2 separate regions of the Sus scrofa genome follow, and region 2 is linked to region 1. The links are chromatin contacts, called in public Hi-C maps. All regions are on one chromosome and are shown on one strand. The core of a region is the stretch at or near the end of the contact, and the rest is flanking DNA. Distances in the headings are between cores, read along the strand shown. Region 1 has its middle 59 kb from the start of SRC. Region 2 holds the start of BLCAP (bladder cancer-associated protein).

Region 1 (4,210 bases), core at 1,156-3,655:
GTATAGACAACGCGTGAAATTCATTGGGATTTTTCACTTAAGATTGTGCATTTTGTGGTATGTTAAGCTATATCTCAATTTTTTTTTAATGAGAGAATGAAGATAAGAGAGGAAGGAAAGAAGTATATCAGATGGGGAAAGAGGAACAGGTGCACACGAGCACGCGTGGGCACAGGTACACACGCGCACACACACACACCACACACACACACACACACACAATGCGGCAATGCCCACAAGAGAGACAGCGGCTCGGATCCAGCATTGCTGTGGCTGTGGTGTAGGCCGGCAGCTATAGCTCCGATTTGACCCCTAGCCTGGGAACCTCCATATGCCGCGGGTGCAGGCCTAAAAAGACAAAAGACCAAAAAAAAAAAAAAAAAAAAAAAGCTAATTCGACCAACAGAGAAAGCCTGCTGCTTAGACCTTCGCAAGGAAAGAGAGAGACCCGGGACTGGCCGGCGGAGGGGGGGGGGCACAAGGCTGGAAGGCAATGGCCAACATCAGCCTCTGGAGCTGGAGGCATCAGGGGGTGGGGCTGCTGGGGCAGGTGTCCACCACCGCATGGGACAGCCTGGCCAGAGTGACCTGTTGGAGGTGGGGGTGATGCATGCATATGGGGGAGAAGGGGGCCAGGAAGGTGCTGAGTCTGTGATGCGCCTTGAGAGGTGCAGGGGCCAAGTTTGGGGAGGGGCCCGGGAGCAGCCGCGCTGGTCTGGAGCCCATGACACAGGGGCAGGGGAAGAGGGAGGGGTCGTGGGCACTGAGACAGCCCAGCAGCAGCTTGTGCAGGGAGAACGACAGTGGACCAGGAAGGGGGGCGGGGTGGGGAGTAGGAAAAGGGCCCAGAAATAACTCTCAGACAGACAGGCGGATGGCTAGATGGATGGAAGGAAAGACAGGTCACCACGTGCTCATCGGTGGAGTGACAGCAAACACCAGACAGAGCTGCAGCGATGGATGTAGACAGAGAAACTTAGGGGATAGCCGGGAGAGAGACGGACCCCAGAGTGCATGGAAAAATCCAAACAGAGCCAGAGAAAGGAGAGGAACAGAGAGCAAGGGGTGAGAGATGTGTCACACACACACACACACACACACACACACACACACACTCAGGCGTGCAGTCATGCGAGGTGTTCCGTACTGACCGAGAGAAAACACAGAGCAGGAGCAGAGCATTAGGGAAAGTGGCCAAGTTGACACAGTGACAGCTTGTCACACACGGATACACACACACAACCTCTCTCCGAATCTGTGCACACGGGGCCGTTTCAGAATGGCCTTTGAGACAGGGGGGCCACAGGCGGGCAGGAGGGAGACACACACACACACACACACCACTGCCCACCCCAGCAAAGGAGAGGCTGGAGTGTTGATTGAATGGAAAGATAAATGCAAATAGCTCAGAGAATAAGCATAAAAGCCGAGAACCCCAAAGACAGGGGCCTGGGCAGGGGGCTACTCCGTCCCTGTTAGTCCTCAGCGGGGCTCTCTCTCTCACTCACACACACACACACACACACACACACACACACACACACACCCGGCGGGTAGGAGCAGCTGCTCACAATGGATGTTCTAGGAAGAGCTGGGGTGTGAAAGGAGACAAAGCCCCCAGCAGGGACCCCCAGAGCAGAGCAAGAGCGGCCGCAGCTGCCCACGCTGGGAATTCCACATGCCACCAGGGACAGGGACAGGGCACAGACCCCGGCTCGGCCACACGCACAAGCCTGAGGGCCCCGCACGAGGGGTGTGGGGAGGAAGCGAATGGGGGACATGTTGTTGGGGACACACACACACACACGACTATGCGGTCACAGCTTGGCGGAGAGAACGCATTAACGCAGGGAGCGCACAGAGTCAGGCTGAAACCAACTGAGAGGCAGAGACAGAGAGAGACAAAGAGCAAAACAAAAAGAGAGACAGAGGCAGACCCGGAGACAAAGGAGAGGAAAAGAGAGGGAAACGCAGAAAGGCAGTGGGGGAGGGGTGAAGAGCTGACCGACAGACCGAAAGCGAGAGGGACGCGACCAGACAGCGGGGCGACCCTGGGCAGAGGGGCGGGCGGCCTGGAAAGAGGAAGCCGAGGTGGGGGCTGTGGAGGAGGAGGGGGAGAAAGATCCGCAGAGGAGGGGACAGAGCCCCAGGCCGCCTCTGAAGAGCAGCCCCATCGATGGGGGTTTTAATCGGGGTTTTAAGACGGAAGAAGCAAAGGAATGAATGAAAGAAAGGGACCTTCGGCACAGCCCGCGCTGGACTCAGGCAACAGCCGGGGGTCCGCAGGGGACCACAGGCCACACAGCCCACGCCACCCACATTGCACAACCCGCGCACAACCACACACGGCCCAGGAACACACACACATGAACAACTGCAGGAAACCGGAGAAAAGATAAGGTTCCCATAAGCCCAGGGAGAAGGGGAAGGAGAGAGACGCAGAGACAGAGGCGTGGGGAGAGCGGAGTTGCGTGCGCCTCTCTCGCCCTCTCTTGGTGTCAGTCTGTAAGTCTGTCTGTCTCCCTCTCGCCGCTCGCTCTCCCACATACAATCACACCCCACACCCCAAAACAGGGGTGAACCAGGGGGGGCAGAGGAAAGAGAGCATGTGATGACCGGGTGGCTGTCCCACCTCCTGGCTTTGGCACGCACAGCTGTCCCGCTGCCTGGACGCATCCCTTCCCCACCCCCAGCCCCGCTTCTCCACTGCTGCCCTCCAGCCTTGCTCAGCCCCCTCCTCAGGGGAGCCCTCCCAGACCCTCTCCTCAAGCTCAGACCCCGTCTCTACTCTCCCAGGCCTCTGCACCTGTTCTGCTCATTGTCCGTCTGGAACAGTAAGTGCCTTGCCCATGGCTGCCCCCCACCCCCCTCAGATTGTTCTCACTCTGAACCCCAACCCCTGACCGGGGCCAGGTGCTCAGTGGAAATGTGTTCGGTGAATGCTTACACCCTTGAGGGAAAGCAAAACTGCAAGGTGTAAGGATGAACGTGGAGGGGAAAAGCCGAGGGTGAAAGAGGCAGGCAGAGGGAGAATGGCAGAGCCCTGGAGGGGGACAGAAAAATGGGGCAGTGCTTTTAGAATAATCTAGAAGGAGGCACCTGGGTGGGGGCAGAGGCCTGGGAGCTGGCAGGCAGTGGTGGGGTGAAGTACTCTCAGTAGGCACAGGCAAACACACACACACACACTCGCACACAGCCAGGCAGGGGCAGCTGCTCCATGCTGAGTGTTTTCTGAAGAGACCAAGGAATGAAACAAAACACCCACCCCCAGCCCATGGCAAGGGGAGGGGGCTGCAGGGAGAGAGCCCATGCTGGAAACTCAGCAAGCCTGCAGATGAGAGAGGGCCGAAGGCCTGGGGGATGGATGGAGAGCAGACACACAGACACCAGGGCCACGCACGTTTGTTGGAGGAGTGAATGAATGAACAGAGATCCCAGAGCAAAGGCCAAACCTGCTAGGGTGAAAGAAATGACGAGAGGGACCGAGCCACAAAGACTCAGGGGCCAGGGGTGACACCCGTGGCTTTGATGCACTCACCCCCATGTCAGGGACCAAAGGCAGGGGGCAGAGTGGAAATGAAGAAAGACACGGGGCGAGGGTTGCTGTTCTGCCAGCAACAGTGTTTGTCCAGACCCCACATAGAGAAGGCACTCAGTAAATCTGCAGCCCACAATACCTTTAAGGGCCCTTGACAAGCATACTTTAATTTCTTTTAAAATCAGAAGAAAAATGAACTCAAACTCAAAGAAATTGTTTTCATCTATAATATGAATATATTCAACTTTCTATCAGTCTTGTGGGAAAATAGAATTTTTTGGTATTTTTTATGAAGGAAGCAGCCCATGAAGGCAAAGCTAACTAGAGCCCACGAAAGTCATACTGGGGCTCTGGTTGAGCACCCAAGCCTGGGACCGGGTAATACACGGCCAAGGTTAGGACAGACGCTACTTCAGGGAGTGCTGGAGTCAAGGAATCCAGGGAAGGGGCGATGAGGGGGCCTTCCCTGAGGAGGTGGATATACAGGCTGAAGGAGGAAAAGACACGTCAGGCAATCAGGTGGCTGGAGCCAGATTGCTGACAGGAGAGGCAGACAGGGACACCAGAGACAAGGGATTCCGAGTAGGGCCAGAGGTGGGAGGAGGAAAAGAAAGGCCATGGCAGAGTGCGGGGAGGGATGGCCGAGCCTCCCAAGGCATGCGGCCCAGCGAG
Region 2 (4,210 bases), core at 668-3,167, 100 kb before region 1:
CCTGAACCTTTCCCTCTGGGATCCCACGCCTAACTGGTCCTCTTTCTACAGCACGGGTCACTGCTTCTCAGCCTTGTCTCTTGGCTCCTCTTGGCTCCTCCTCCTCTGCTACCATTTTTAAGTAGCAGATGAGATCCCTCTCCTTGGACTCTCATCCAGCACCATGACATGTGCGCTGGGTGCTGATGTTACCTAAGCATCTACAGCCCAGACCCCTCTTCTGAGCACCAGTCTCATACAAAATGGCCTAGACACAGCCCAGGCTTCTTGCCACACCGGAGGCATAGGGAGATTCCCAGACTAGGGGTCCAATCAGAGCTACAGCTGCCAGCCTACGCTACAGCCACAGCCACACAGGATCCGAGCCACTGCGATCATGGCAATGCTGGATCTTTAACCCACTGAGCAAGGCCAGGGATTGAACCTGCAACCTCATGGTTCCTAGTCAGATTTGTTTCCCCTGCGCCACACACAGGAACTCCAGCCCAGGTTTTTCAAATTTACCTTCTCAAGGCCAAACTCTCAATCTACCCCCTCAATCTAAACCTTCTTCAGCCTCTTCCCACCTTAGTCAAGGTCTCTTTCATTCCATCATACTCAAGGCAAAGATCTAAGCTGCCAATGCCTCAGCACCCACCTGCCCATCTTACATTCTTTACTTCTCCACCTCCCCAAGCCACCACCCTGCCAGGTGCACCTGGAAACCTGAAACCAGCCTTCTAACTGGTCCCCCTACACCCACTGGAAAGTGCTTTCTAAGTCATGCAGTCAGGGTAGCCTTTCAGAAACCGCAATCTGGTTATCAGCCCTCCGATGAAAATGGCTTCTCATTACCCTCAAGAGAAAATCCAAATTCATTAGGTAGCACAACCTGCCCTACTTGCTCATTTCTCACCCTCACCCACTCCTTTCCACCCCCACATCTAGGACAAGGGGTTCTTTCTGCCTAGAACATTTCCCCTCTCACTCTTGCCCTGTGCAGCTCCTAACTGTCCTTGGTGTCCGCCTAAATACCAGCTTCCCATGGAGAGACCACCCTCACTCTTCACCCCACATTAGTATTCCACTAACTTTTCATAACATTCTTCATTTTCCACCCACAGCACTTCCCATCGTGCATAATTATATGTTGATTTGATTAAAATTATTAACAGAGAGTGCTCTTTCGATGATTGTAGAAGCCCTTCCGTCACTCTCCCCCAGTGGACTGGCAGAGCCTTGAGTTAGAACAGCGCCTGTGTCACTCTCCATTCTATTCTCTTGCCTTTTTAGCACTGCACTTACGCATAGCAAGACCTCGAAGAATGTGCTTCATTAGCTAATAAATGGATACACAGACTCATTTAATCCCTACAACCACCCTGTGAAGCAGGCATTTCATCAGATTTGGGGAAGATGAGTCGCAGTGGGCAAGTGGCTCGCCCGAAGTGGGGAAGAGTCAGATCCTGACCCAAGACAAATCCTAAATTCTGAGCCGGAATAGTTCCGTTCCTGACCTTTTGGCCTTGGTGAAGGGACCGGGGAGGAGGCGGACTTTGAGCCACGAGAAGGTTTTTCCCAGAGTACTCGGGTCATCCACGAGGGTCGCAGTGAACAAACGCTCACCTACGGAGACGAGGGTACGCCCCCTTCTCTCTCAGCGTGTTAAAGATCACAATCTGCTGCATATGCATAAGGGGACCAAAGGAGCCGAGATTCGGGGCTGCCCGGCATACGCCTGATCAAAACTACTTTAGACTTGAAGAGTTCAGAGCCCCTGGAGTTCTGCACACGTTGGTAGGACGTCTTCAAAAGGCTATATGTGGCAAATATTGGGGGGATAGTGGGCGAGAGTGACCCCAATTTAGGTCGTATGATCAGGCGTATGCTGTAGGCAGCTCGGTCCCGGGAGGGGTCCTCGGCCGGCTCGTCTAGAAGACCAAGGGGGCGTCTCCCCGGCTTCTTGCGGCGTCGGTGGCGAGCTGAGGTGGAGGCAGGCTGCGGCGGCGAGGGCGACAGCGGTGGCGGCGGCGCCATGGCAGGGCTTGCAGGTACTGTGGCATTGGCCTCCTGGGGGCGGGATGAGAGGCCCTCAATGCGGCCGCGCCGCCATGTTGTCCCTTCGGGGTCACCTTAGGCGTCGTCCGGTCCCTTTCAGGGGTTTTCCTTCCGTGCACCTTGGGCCGCCCCTGTCCGGTGTCACGTGATTGCCCTGTTTCGTCCCCAGCCTGGGCCTTGGGGGGTCCCTTCCCGGCCCGAGGGCGTGTCACCGGACTCCTAGGTTCAGATTCTGGCCTCCAAGGTCAGCGCTCGCCTGTTTGCTCTCGGGAGGGAGCAGGCAGAGCTAGGGAGCGCGGGGCTAGGGGTGCGGCCACCTTTTCTTAGACCCCGGGGCACATGGCAGGGGGCTCAGCTTCTGAGAGTCCTGTCACTCTGTCCCTGCCACTTTAATTGCATTTTTTTTAATCAGAAGGGACGTGGAGAGGAGAGAAAGGGGTCTCCCGCTCCCACGCCACCGCCTTGGTGCCCGGGGTGATAGCTTGACTCTCAGCTTTGGGTCGCGGGTGCTTCTTACTCCTTCTAATTTTCTATCAGGTCTGCCGACCTGTTCCCTTTCCTCCAGTACGTATGGGGAGTGGCCCTCAAGGGCAGCTGAAGGAATGGAATGCCTGGCACAGTAATGGCCTGAAAAGAAGAATGGGGGATGGGAGACAGTTGATTTTTTTTTTCTTCCCTCTTCCAGACCGCCTTTAATTTCCTTCCAGGCCTCCGTGTCCCTTTTCAACATTAAATGTTGGGTCAGACTGAGGTCTGTCCTAGGAAAGAAATGGTCTTTCTGTTTATAGGTTTGGTTCGTGTTTTACCCCTTTCAGGGAACTGGTGTGTTGGGGACAGCTTCTGTTTGCCCTGCCTGACATGGTACAACCATCCCCTCAGCCTTCTGGACGGCAACACCAAAGCCAGGACCAAAAAAAAAAAAAAAAAAGAAAAAGTTCCAGCTTAAGTGCTAAGGCCAAATGTTAGATCTTGTTTATTTATTTGTTTGTTTTAAATCAAAGACTAATTAATATCAAGCAAATCTGTTGAAAGATTGTGGTGCCCTGGGCGGTTTCCAGTGACCAGGTCAATTCCATATCTGACTTTGGTCTTGTTAGAATTGCTGCCAAAACCAGTTTAACTTTTTATCTATAATATGTTGTTTCAAAGAGGAATCTGGAAGTCTGGGTTTGGCTGTCTTTTGTTGTTGTTGTTCTCTTATCTTTGAAGCATATGCATTCCATTTCGAGCCTGTCACTGTGTGATATACGAAGGACCATGTGTTGCCTGGCTCTCTGACTTCCTGTTCTGGGAATGCTCAGGAATCTGGGTCCTGCTGGGGAATGGGCCCTGTGGGAGGGAGAGAGGGCAGCAGGGGTGGGGGTGAGCAAGATCATAACCAGGGAAGATGGTGACAAGTCTCTGGGGCATAGAGAGGAAATCAGAGGTCACCAGGGAAAAAAAGACTGCTGTTAGACTAATGTTTTGTGTGTGTGTGCATGTTTAAATCCTTAGGGGTAAACTAACTGCAAATTCAGAATCTCACTTTAGGGTGCTGGCTCCTGAGTAGATACAAGTTTGAAAGTAGATGTCTAGCAAATGGCTCACAACAAACCTGCTCCCTCATCCAACCCACGTGTAATAAGCTGTTGCTGTCCTGCTGCCGAAGCTCAAGAAGCTTGTCCTTCAGTCACAATCCAAATATTCCACAGGTAGAGGTAACAGTGTCATGTAGCATTCCACACAGTCATGGTACCCAAATCCCTTTGGGGTTTAACCTCAACTGATTAAGCTAAGAAACTAACATCCTTTGGGGGCATTAGTCCCAAGAGACTCCCCTGTGCTAGAGTCGCATGAAGCACTCCAGTCCCCTCATAATTCATCTGCTCTATCCTTGGCCTCATGGGGGCAAAGTCTTGAGGGGGTGGTGGAAACATTTTAAGGAAAGAGGGGGTGCTCTGGATTGGGGGGGGGGCTTTGCAGTATAATAGTCACTTCCAATTCTTCCCATTGCTCTCTCTCGGAATAAAATGTTTTCATGGTATCGTTTCTGGAAAAAAATTTATAAACAAGATGTGTTTAGACCAGGCTTCTAAGCATTGCACAGGAATAGAAAATGAACACATTCCTTCCATCTTCTCTGGTGGACTGTGTTTCCTGCTGTAACATGAGGGTTTGGACGGGCGACTTAAAG

Evidence for each region. A called contact is a pair of places that touch in the nucleus more often than the background predicts.
Region 2: a contact with region 1 is called in a Hi-C map of fetal liver, with 2.0 times the contacts expected there. The contact joins the promoter of BLCAP here to the enhancer-like site in region 1. A contact is called at or near these places in 2 of 5 promoter capture datasets (fetal liver and liver), 10 of 47 Hi-C or Micro-C datasets (brain, embryonic fibroblasts, epiblast stem cells and 4 more) and 2 of 2 datasets of contacts at active chromatin or transcription factors (alveolar macrophages and skeletal muscle).

What each region holds. Positions count from the first base shown.
Region 1 is chr17:40,528,091-40,532,300 of Sscrofa11.1, reverse strand. No RefSeq gene overlaps it. Among named protein-coding and RNA genes, the nearest start is that of SRC, 59 kb to the right of the region's middle. Within about 2 kb of position 2,405, at least 17 of the 83 cell types and tissues checked have an H3K27ac peak or open chromatin away from gene starts, as enhancers often do. A contact at or near this core is called in alveolar macrophages, brain, epiblast stem cells and 1 more, where this site is marked.
Region 2 is chr17:40,631,320-40,635,529 of Sscrofa11.1, reverse strand. It overlaps BLCAP (bladder cancer-associated protein), which reads left to right and starts at 1,917. Exons shown (of 3, transcript XR_001302112.2): 1 at 1,917-2,030.